2 separate regions of the Ovis canadensis genome follow, and region 1 is linked to region 2. Evidence: chromatin contacts called from public Hi-C data. All regions are on one chromosome and are shown on one strand. The core of a region is the stretch at or near the end of the contact, and the rest is flanking DNA. Distances in the headings are between cores, read along the strand shown.

Region 1 (4,705 bases), core at 39-2,538, 250 kb before region 2:
GGAATATTCTTTTTTCTTTGCCTAGAGAAAGCCTATTCATACTTTAAAACTCAGTTAAAAGATTGCCTGTTATTGTAATTCCCACCAGCATACAGGCATTCCCTGTGGTGGTGTTAGTTTAATCATTTGGTAGATGAGGAAACTGAGGTTCAGGTGGCTAAGTGGTCAGCCCAGATTAGGATACAGAGCTAGGATTCAAACCCAGGATAATCGTGCCTAATCCTATGAGTAAACTTTTGGGGCCATGGTGGGAAAAAAACCTAATAAGTTAAATCCAACCCTACCTTAAGCATCTGTGCTATCTTTTGTGTGACCACATGCTTGAAGGTGATAGGTGGTTTCGACGCTAAGCCACATCTGAACTCTGTGACCCCATGGACTGTGACCCCATGCCAGGCTCCTCTGTCCATAGCATTTTCCAGGCAAGCATATTGGAATGGGTTGCAGTTTCCTTCTCCAGGGATCTTTCTGACCCAGGGACTGAACCCAGGTCTCCTGCATTGCAGGCAGATTCTTTACTGACTGAGGTACCAGGGAAGCCCTGAAGATGATTGAACTGGGATTAAAGAAAGTAGAGAATTCCGAGAAATGAAAGTATTGAAATACCTGGCTCAGAGATGTGATTTTATTGCACAGGTTTGAGATGACCTAGCACTGTTTTATGTGGGGTTTTTTTGGTCAGGTATATACCAAAGCCCAATAAAGTCCTTTCTCTGCAATAATCAAGATGCCTGGGTCTCTTACCACCTAAAATAAATGCATTTATGATATATACCAAGTAGCCTAGCATGTAATGTATGTGTGTCCAGTCGCTCAGTCGTGTCTGACTCTTTGCGACCACATGGACTGTAGCCCACCTGGCTCCTCTTTCCATGAAATTTCCAAGGCAATACTGGACTGAGTTGCCATTTCCTTCTCCAGGGTAACATGTAATGGGTGTCTGATAAATATGGAATAGTGAGCTACATGACTTAGCATTCATTTCACGGTCTAGCTCAATTCCAGGCTCCCAGACATAGGTTCTATCTAATACTCTCACAGAAACAATTTCTTTGATATACCTCTTCTCATATGGCTAAGGTAATGTGAAGATCTCCTTTTAGAATTCACTTTGTTTATTATTGAGCCCTCAAAGGCACCGAGGAACAATGTAATTTTCCCACACAAGGCATCTTTTAGGAGCAGATAACTCATACACATGGTTATTTAAATTCCTCAGACACACCCAGTGTAAGAGAGAGACAGTGTGAGAAACTCACAAATGTCTATTTAGTCATCTGGGAAAGATGACTCAAGGCAGCTATAAAATGTCAGTCTTTCCAGCCAGGATAGTAAAGCATAATCCAGCTTCCCCTATGGCAGGAGAAGCAGGGCATTGGTATTTAAAGTCAGTCTTTCCAGCTCACAGACACGTCCAGGGACATGTGAACTCAACAAAAGACAGCAGAGCTCCTTACACAGTGGCTTCTTTAAGGATTTGGTATTATCCTGGTAAGAGGCTCACCATAGAGGCATTTGATCAATACTACATAAAGACATGATATAGAGGTGGCTGTAGAACTTCTTGACGCTGCTGCTAACAGCAGTGATTGCCTCGTTGGCCTTATGGTCTACAGATGACCCAGGTTTCAATCTGTAAGCACTTGAGAATTCAATGTCCTCTCACACTTTGTGTCTTAGCACTGCTCTAACTCGTCTGGAGAGCAGAGTAATAAGAAACAGCCTATGTTCCTCACTATGTATCATCTTTGACTCAGTGAGAAACCAATAGTAACTTGAGATGATGGATGATGCCCTCCTACCAGAAGTGTGATAACACAGAGGGTCTTTGCTGAGTATGTGACAAAGTGCCAATTTTGGAAGGGAAGGGGGTAAACATTAGAAACTAAATAATTCTGGGTATTTGAAAGATTTTTTTTTTTCTTTTGAGAAAGAGTCTTATGGGTTTTTCATGTCCTTTCTTGAGTAGGAACAAGACTTTTACAGTTGCCTGAGAAGCGTATTTCCTTTCACCTCTTTACTGAAAGGAAAACTTTCTGAGTTCATCTTCAGATGATATTCATCCTTGTTTATTTCACAAACAAAATTAGAATTATTAGAATTCTTGAATCTGAAATCTGATTTTAAAACACATACATAGAATATCCCAGGTACAACAGAAATTTCTGGTATTTAACTCCAAAACACTTGTTGAATACTTTGTTTCGCTTTGGTGGCCTTGTTGATAAGCTATAAATGTTAGGTTTGCAAAGACCTCTACCTCAGGAAGTACAAATGACAAAATTTGTTGAGAGCAGCCTCTACTTAGGGGCGCTTCTTAAGTGCCTTATTCAAATGATCTTGGTTCCTGTGACTCTGGTATAGAATAACTGATACAGCTCCCAGGCTCATGAACCTGGATGGGAGACATGCCCGTGTGTGGAGGATCTTATCTTGACTTGACACCGAACTTTTCTGTGCTTCAGTTTCTCCCCGTATAAAAACGGAGGTAATAGTGGCACTGCTGCCGCTGCTGCTGTACCGTCCCTGTAAAATGCTTCGAACAATTCCTGGCTCATAGTAAATGCTCAATAAACAATGGCTGTTAAATTTTTTTCTGACCTTCAAGTGAGGTGAGGGAATAGTTCACCAAAAGTGATCTTACTGGATCCCTCTACTTCTTTTTTAAATTTCTCATTCCTGTGCAGTATACTGACATCTTCATGCCATTTAAGAAATTCTCAGAACTAGGAAGCACTAGAAAGATAATGCGGTTTACAAAATGAAACAGTGATATCTTAACCAGTTCAATCATTGGACTGACTGATGGTATTGAAAAGCCGTGTCTCCGCTTATCTCAGGGGGTTATTTTGACAGCTCTGTTCTATAATTTAAGTGAAGCACGAGTGGGGATGGACTGTGGTGTGCCTTGAAATTTGCACATGCAGATTGCCAAGGGCAGAGTGTATCTCCGTTACTGGTTCTCTATTTGGTTTACTTCTGGGGAAAAATGGAAATTTCTAGGCTACAAAACAGAGAAAATAAGCCAATTAACATCAAAATCTTCAATATGCTCACTAGATAGTCTTTCACATTTTTCAAAAGTAACACATATTTAGTGTGGAATTTAATTTTTTTTTCTATATCAAAAGGAAAATAAAATTATTTTGATTCAATCACACAGAGATAATCACTATTATCAATCATATATTGATATGCATAATTCCAGTCTTCATACCCCACCATGTGTTCATACAAATATAAGTAAAATTTGGATTATTCATGACATCCCATTTGAAAATATACTCTTTTTACTTAACACATCGTGAGTCTTTTCCCATTCAAACAGAGTGTCATACATAGAAAAATCTTCTGGGAAAGAAATAAGTGGAGATCCTAGCAAACAGGCCATAGGTGTGGGGATCTTCTCACAGGACTGGAAGGAATGGTCAGAAGAAGGCAGGATGCTGTCCAAGACAGACAGAGATATGGACTAGGGTTGCAAGATATACAGGATCAGATATCAGGAAATATCACAAGCACCAATAGCTGAAACTGGAATGCAAGGTAGAGAGTGGCAAATTGGAATAAAGAAAAAACACACAGAGTACAGCTATTAGACTTGGGACTGGTGACTTGACTGCCCTGGTGCTTAGACATTACTGAGATGGGCAAGAAGGCCAGACTGACAGATTCCACACTGCAGTACTGGGTTGACTTTGGGATGGAGGCATTTGGGAGAAGAATCTGCTAGTTCTTCCTACAGAGGAAAAAGTAACAGTTTTGATATATGCTTAGAGATCTCTATTATCCTTAACAAAGTCAGGCCATGACAACAGCATCTTGCTGACTTCTAGATTACAGTCACAGTGGCAAGAACTTGAAACCAAAGGTTCAAAGGCAGCTTTCAACTTCCAATCACTCGGCCTTCCCTATGTGCTTCCCTATGCGCTTCTAATCCCTTGTATTAAATCCCTTTCTGTTGTCTTCTGGTCTCCACTTTGACATGTAAAGAGCTTGAATGCTGTGCCCACAACAAGAACAAACTGAAAACCAATAACCCTTCTTAGATCCACCAGAGAATAAAGTCATGGGGCAAACTGTCGCCTCCAAAACTACAAATGCAGGCAATACAGAGAATTAGAGCTTAACCAGGACCAGAAGTGCACACAGGAGTCACTATGAAGCCTGCCACGAGCCGGAGCTTATGTTGGAACACTGCAGCTGTGGTCAAGGAACTGCTGGAGGCTCAGCATAGACTAGTCTGAGAGTCAGAAAGTCCAAGGAGGCCCAGTCTTAAGGAAAGTGACTCCCACACTTTCCTAAGCTTCAACTCCAGGAGACCCACAAGGCTTCTTACTGTGAAAATCAGAGAAGAGTCTGCTAGTTCTTCCCACAGAGGGAGAAGTAATCATTTTGAAATACACCTAGAGATCCCCATTACCCTTAACAAAGTCTGCCCTCAAAAGAAATTGCATTAGGTCCAGGGGTTAAGACTCCACAGTTCCATGACAGGAGGCACAGGTTCAATCCCTGTTCGGGGAACTAAGATCCCACATGCTGCCCAGCCAAAAATAATAATAATAATAATAAAATTACAACTTGTTTTACAAGGCAATAATGGACTGGGGTTTTCCCAAACCCTAGCCTGGGAAGGGCGGGTACCTCCTCCAGCTCCCTTTACCCGTCCTGTCTCACAGGAAGGGGGGAGAAGCTGAGAAGCACC
Region 2 (4,853 bases), core at 1,121-3,620:
GAAACTGGGAGACTTCGGGCTGGCCACTGTGGTGGAAGGCCCGCTGTACACCGTCTGCGGCACCCCAACTTACGTGGCCCCCGAAATCATTGCTGAAACCGGGTATGCCTCCTGGGGGGTTGGATTAGTGCTTGAACTCTGGGAACAGGCATATATGCCACGACTGCTGCTGTGGATTTATGTGCCTCCCTGGAACACGGGGGGCGGGAGAGGCTGATCCCTGCACCGTGACTTTGATACCAGGAGCTCCAGCTTGTGCTTGTACTTCCAAGAGCCCTGGGCCTGGACCTCTGTCCCAAGGCCAGTCTTGGAATCCAGATAATGGCAAGCTTGGGAGAAGAGCAGACACCTTGTCCAAAGAGTAGTTCATTCATCTGCATGAAACGAGGGGTCTGGTACTAAAAGGCCTTTTCCCCTAACAAACGAAGGCACGTGCCCCAGTCCTGTGGCGGGTTCGTGGGAGTAGCGTCCTGTCTCTCCTCCCGCCCGCTCTGTTTCCCCAGCTATGGCCTGAAGGTGGACGTCTGGGCAGCTGGCGTGATCACGTACATACTGCTCTGTGGCTTCCCTCCCTTCCGAAGGTCAGTGGCTCTTCTAGTGACCATCTTTGAACTGTAAACTCTCTCCCTTTGATCAGGAAGCAGACATTCTACTCCTGGCAATCAGGACCGGAAACAGGTCAATAAAAATGTCGGTAAAAAAATTGTATAAACATACTGCTCACTTTTTAATCTTAATTTACAACCTATTAATGTACATTTCGCGTCCGCACTTTTGAGGCGGCCCAGCCCTCTGCTCTGTGCCTGGTCCCCTGGGTTTCCCACGGCCACTCCTCCGTAAATCTCACCCCGCAGTCCAGTGTCTGTGATTTCCATTCTGTCTTTTTCAAGAGGAGTGAGGTTTAAAGATGCTCGCCAAGCAGTCTGATCCTCCCAGGTAAGACTTTCTCTAGTTCTTAAGGGTTGTCTCTTCTACCTAATCTGACAGCTGTTTTTTAACAACTTACTTTGCAGAGCATTTGACCTGGTTCTTGTAGACTCAGGGAACTGGTTCTTTTTCAATTAATTTTGTCCATTTATATACTATTTGGTTAAGGAGCATTGCAAATACTTTTGGCATTAACAGGCCTGGGAAGGGCAGATTGACCCTTCATAACCATACACTCACCTGCTGGGAGGACAGATGGCCGCATACGGGGTCCGGGTGTGTGGTGGGGACCCCTCCAAGCAGTGTATGAACAGGGGCCATGTGGGGCTTCACCGTAGTGTCTCTCTTAACCAGTGCCGTCTCCCTCCGAAGCACACGAACACTTTGAAGCAGATGTTAATCTGATGATGCACGTCTGATGATTTTCCTCTGACTTTTCTTGAATGCTGTTTTCCTTTTGATCTTCTCTTATGGTCATTTTACAACTGTTTGTAGAGTAGCTATACGGTGGGCCAGGCATCGATCTACGTTCTGGGAATTGAGTGGGAAACAAAACCTATTCTGTAAGGCCATAGTGTTTATAGAGTGTAGTCAGTCAGTAAGTGAAAAAATAAATCTATTTCTTCCCTCTCTCCTCCCACATTTTATTATAAAACTTTTTATTATAGAAGCTTTATTATAAAAGCTTTTTATTATAGAAGCTTTATTATAAAAGCTTTTATTAAAGCTTTTTATTATAAAAGCTTTCCAACATACAGAAAAGTACAAAGATACGACATTTATCTTTTTAAAAAATAATCTATTTTTAGAATATATCGTTTAACACTGGGTCTTGGTTGTGGCATGTGGGGTCTAGTTCCCTGACCAGAGGTTAAACCTGGGCCCCCTGTATGAGGGGCGTGGAGTCTTGGCCACTGGACTACCAGGGAAGCCCCTAATGATCAGTTTTTAGTTGAGATGAATAGTTGGTTTTGGTTTGGTTTTGTTTTGCTTACATTAAATACACGAGTAACACAGATGTCAGTCTCTACTTTTGAAAGGCTTATTGGTTTGAAAACACAGCATGAGAATATTGATCAAGCAGAATAACTGAGCATGAGGTCATGCCAAGTTGAGGGCAGGCTCAGCTGAGCACTGGACGTCACAAAAGGTTTAATGAGATACGACATTGGAGCGGGACCTCATCCTCGTGGCATGGCTTGGGTTTCTTTCGGTGGAAGGCTCTTTCTGTCTGGCCATCCATCAACGTCTTGGTTTCCCACTGAGGTCATTGCCAAGGTGGGTTATTCAGACTGTAGGATATGACATCTGTTAGTTTTTACTGAAGGATAGATTTGTTCTAAAAGTAGGGGTATGAATCATTCTGGGGATCGACTGAGCCATTCATTCTCTTGCCCTGGGCTGGCTTAGTGGGAGCCTGAGGTCAGTGTGGCTCACTCACATGCCTGGTAGCGGCTCGGTGTCAGCTGGGACCGCAGGTCTGACTTAGCCACGTGCCCGCCAGCATCAGAGAGCTAGCGTGGGCTTCACGTGGTGGTGGTGCTGCCAGCTTCCTCAAAGCAGCAAGAGGGAGCAAGTTCCCTGCCCGAGTACTGTCCAGATCTCTGCTTGCTTCACATTTCTTGATTAATGTCCCATTGATCAAATGAAATCAAATAGCTAAGCCTGGGGTAAATGTAGGAGAATTTTGTGTTCATAGAAGGAGGGAAGTAATTTGGGGCTATTTTTATAGTCACATGGTGCCCTGTGGTTTCAACTGGTTTCAGTGATGACTTGCTTTGGGAACCAGTCAAGTGCAGAGGATAGTGCGGTTTGATAGCAGGTGACCCAAGGGCCCGGGGCTTCCCTGGTGACTCTGTAAAGAACTTGCCTGCCAATGCAGGAGATGCAGGTTCTATCCCTGGGTCAGGATTAGCCACTGGGGAAGGAAATGGCAACCCACTCCAGTATTCTTGCCTGGAGAATCCCATGGACAGGAGCCTGCCGGGCTGCAGTCCATAGCATCGCAGAGTCAGACACACCTGAGCGACCAACCACCACCGACAAATCCAAGGGCCGTTTACAGCAGTTTCCCTCCTTGGTTAACCCAAGCTGAGAGCAGTTGGAAAAAGGCATGGAGGAGCGGTTGTGGAGGACTGTGTGCTCACAACTCCCTCTAGTGTTTCCACTCGCCAGTGCAGCCTAGAAGGTTTTTTCTTTGACTTCCTTCTTACTGTTTAACAAAAGAGAGACTCGAATTAACAATGCGTATCTATTGTTACTTGTTACCTTGGTCTCTCTGTGGAATCTTCAGATCAGTCTGGCTAATCAGAAGCAGTAGAAGTACATTCTGAAAGCTGCTGCCTTAGAGGTTATATTCAGAAGCTGGTCCTATAACTCTAGATAGCTTACCTTTGAAAATGTTTTCCTCTCTCATATCATGTTGTGATGAAAGAGAATTTATTATGTTACATGGTAGTTGTGGACGCATCTTCATAGCATAGAGAGACATTCTGGGTAGATTTTATAACCTATAATATAAAATATTTACATATTTTATATATCATATATATATCAAACTATGGAAATGGTCCTTTAAATAATGATAAATGACTATGGTTTAAGATTAAGCAAATCTGCATAAATTTGCTTCTAAAATAAAAGTCTTTCCACAGATATCTCGAAATATTTTCATTGTTTTCTAAAAAAGATTAATTGAACCCAAAGCTTTTTAATTAAAATTGTTCCTTGGAATTGACAGTTTGAGCTTCTTTACCTCTAGCATTTCCCATTCTTTTTTCAGGATTTTCAGGCATTAGTTCTAGGCTGACATGTAACATTTCATTGTTACTGAGAAGAATGTTGCTTTTCCAGGGTTTAGGTATTGCCTAAGGAAGTCTGTTCTTAGGGCCACTGATAACAAATAATACTTGCCTGACGATCCTGAGATATTTGATGTTACCCTTAAACACATACCCCTACCCCCTTTAAGTGAAATGTTTTGCACATCATTTGTGAAATAGCTTACAACATTTTTCACCTTTAACACCTCTGCACTGGAAAGAGTGTGTACATAGAGTCTTTTGCTGTTTTCAGAGTTTTTCTTACTGGCACTTCCAGACTTACAGCACTATACTGTTTGAGAATTAAAAAGTGGCTCAGATGGTAAAGCTTCTGCCTGCAATGCAGGAGACCGGGTTCAATCTCTGGGTCGGGAAGATCCCCTGGAGAAGGAAATGGCAACCCACTCCAGTACTCTTGCCTGGAAAATCCCATGGATGGAGGAACCTGGTAGGCTACAGTCCATGGGGTTGCAAAGAGTCAGACACGACTGAGTGACTTCACTCACTGAAGCATCTCAGCCAGACTAGTGTATACATGTGTTAACCCACCCAGGGGAGATTTAATCAGAGGGACTTTTATTCTGTGATGACTGAGAAGGGTGCCTTCTCCACAGGTCTGCTCTCGTGAGGACCGCCGGAACACCAGGGCTTTCGCAGTTCACAGCACGGGTCCTCAGGGTGCTCCTCTAGTTGCCCAAATCCTGGGCTTGTGCTGTTGACTCAGGCTATTTTGCCAAGAACCTAAATCCTGCAGACACACACCCAATGTTTTAGCTGTTTGTTAACAAAATAAAGACCGTGTGTATCAACAGAAGCTATTTGAGATTCCAGAAGAAGACCACGAGGGAAATGCATGCCACCATAGAGAGGAATGGCTAAAAAGAACGGTTCTGGAAATGGGTGACTTGATATATCTTCTTCTAACATTGTCTCCTGGGGTCCTCTGGTTTTCTGAAAGTTTCTATAAAATCCCATTGTGTTTTCAGGCACATTCTTTATTCATTTTTAAGGAGAGATGAGCTGAATTAAGTCAGTAGAGAGGTGACAGTGAAAAGGAAGGAACATCAAACACCTGGAAAAGAACAGCCTGTGCTCACTCGAAGA

The links. A called contact is a pair of places that touch in the nucleus more often than the background predicts.
Region 1: a Hi-C map of fibroblasts shows a contact between it and region 2, with 7 times the contacts expected there. The contact joins two enhancer-like sites. A contact is called at or near these places in 2 of 2 Hi-C or Micro-C datasets (fibroblasts and lung).

Annotation. Positions count from the first base shown.
Region 1 is chr17:18,223,439-18,228,143 of ARS-UI_OviCan_v2, reverse strand. No RefSeq gene overlaps it. Among named protein-coding and RNA genes, the nearest start is that of TRNAQ-UUG, 32 kb to the right of the region's middle. Within about 2 kb of position 1,288, the one cell type or tissue checked has open chromatin away from gene starts, as enhancers often do. A contact at or near this core is called in fibroblasts, where this site is marked.
Region 2 is chr17:17,975,913-17,980,765 of ARS-UI_OviCan_v2, reverse strand. It overlaps DCLK2 (doublecortin like kinase 2), which reads left to right. Exons shown (of 18, transcript XR_011249771.1): 12 at 1-102; 13 at 504-581. Among named protein-coding and RNA genes, the nearest start is that of TRNAS-GGA, 120 kb to the left of the region's middle. Within about 2 kb of position 2,370, the one cell type or tissue checked has open chromatin away from gene starts, as enhancers often do. A contact at or near this core is called in fibroblasts, where this site is marked.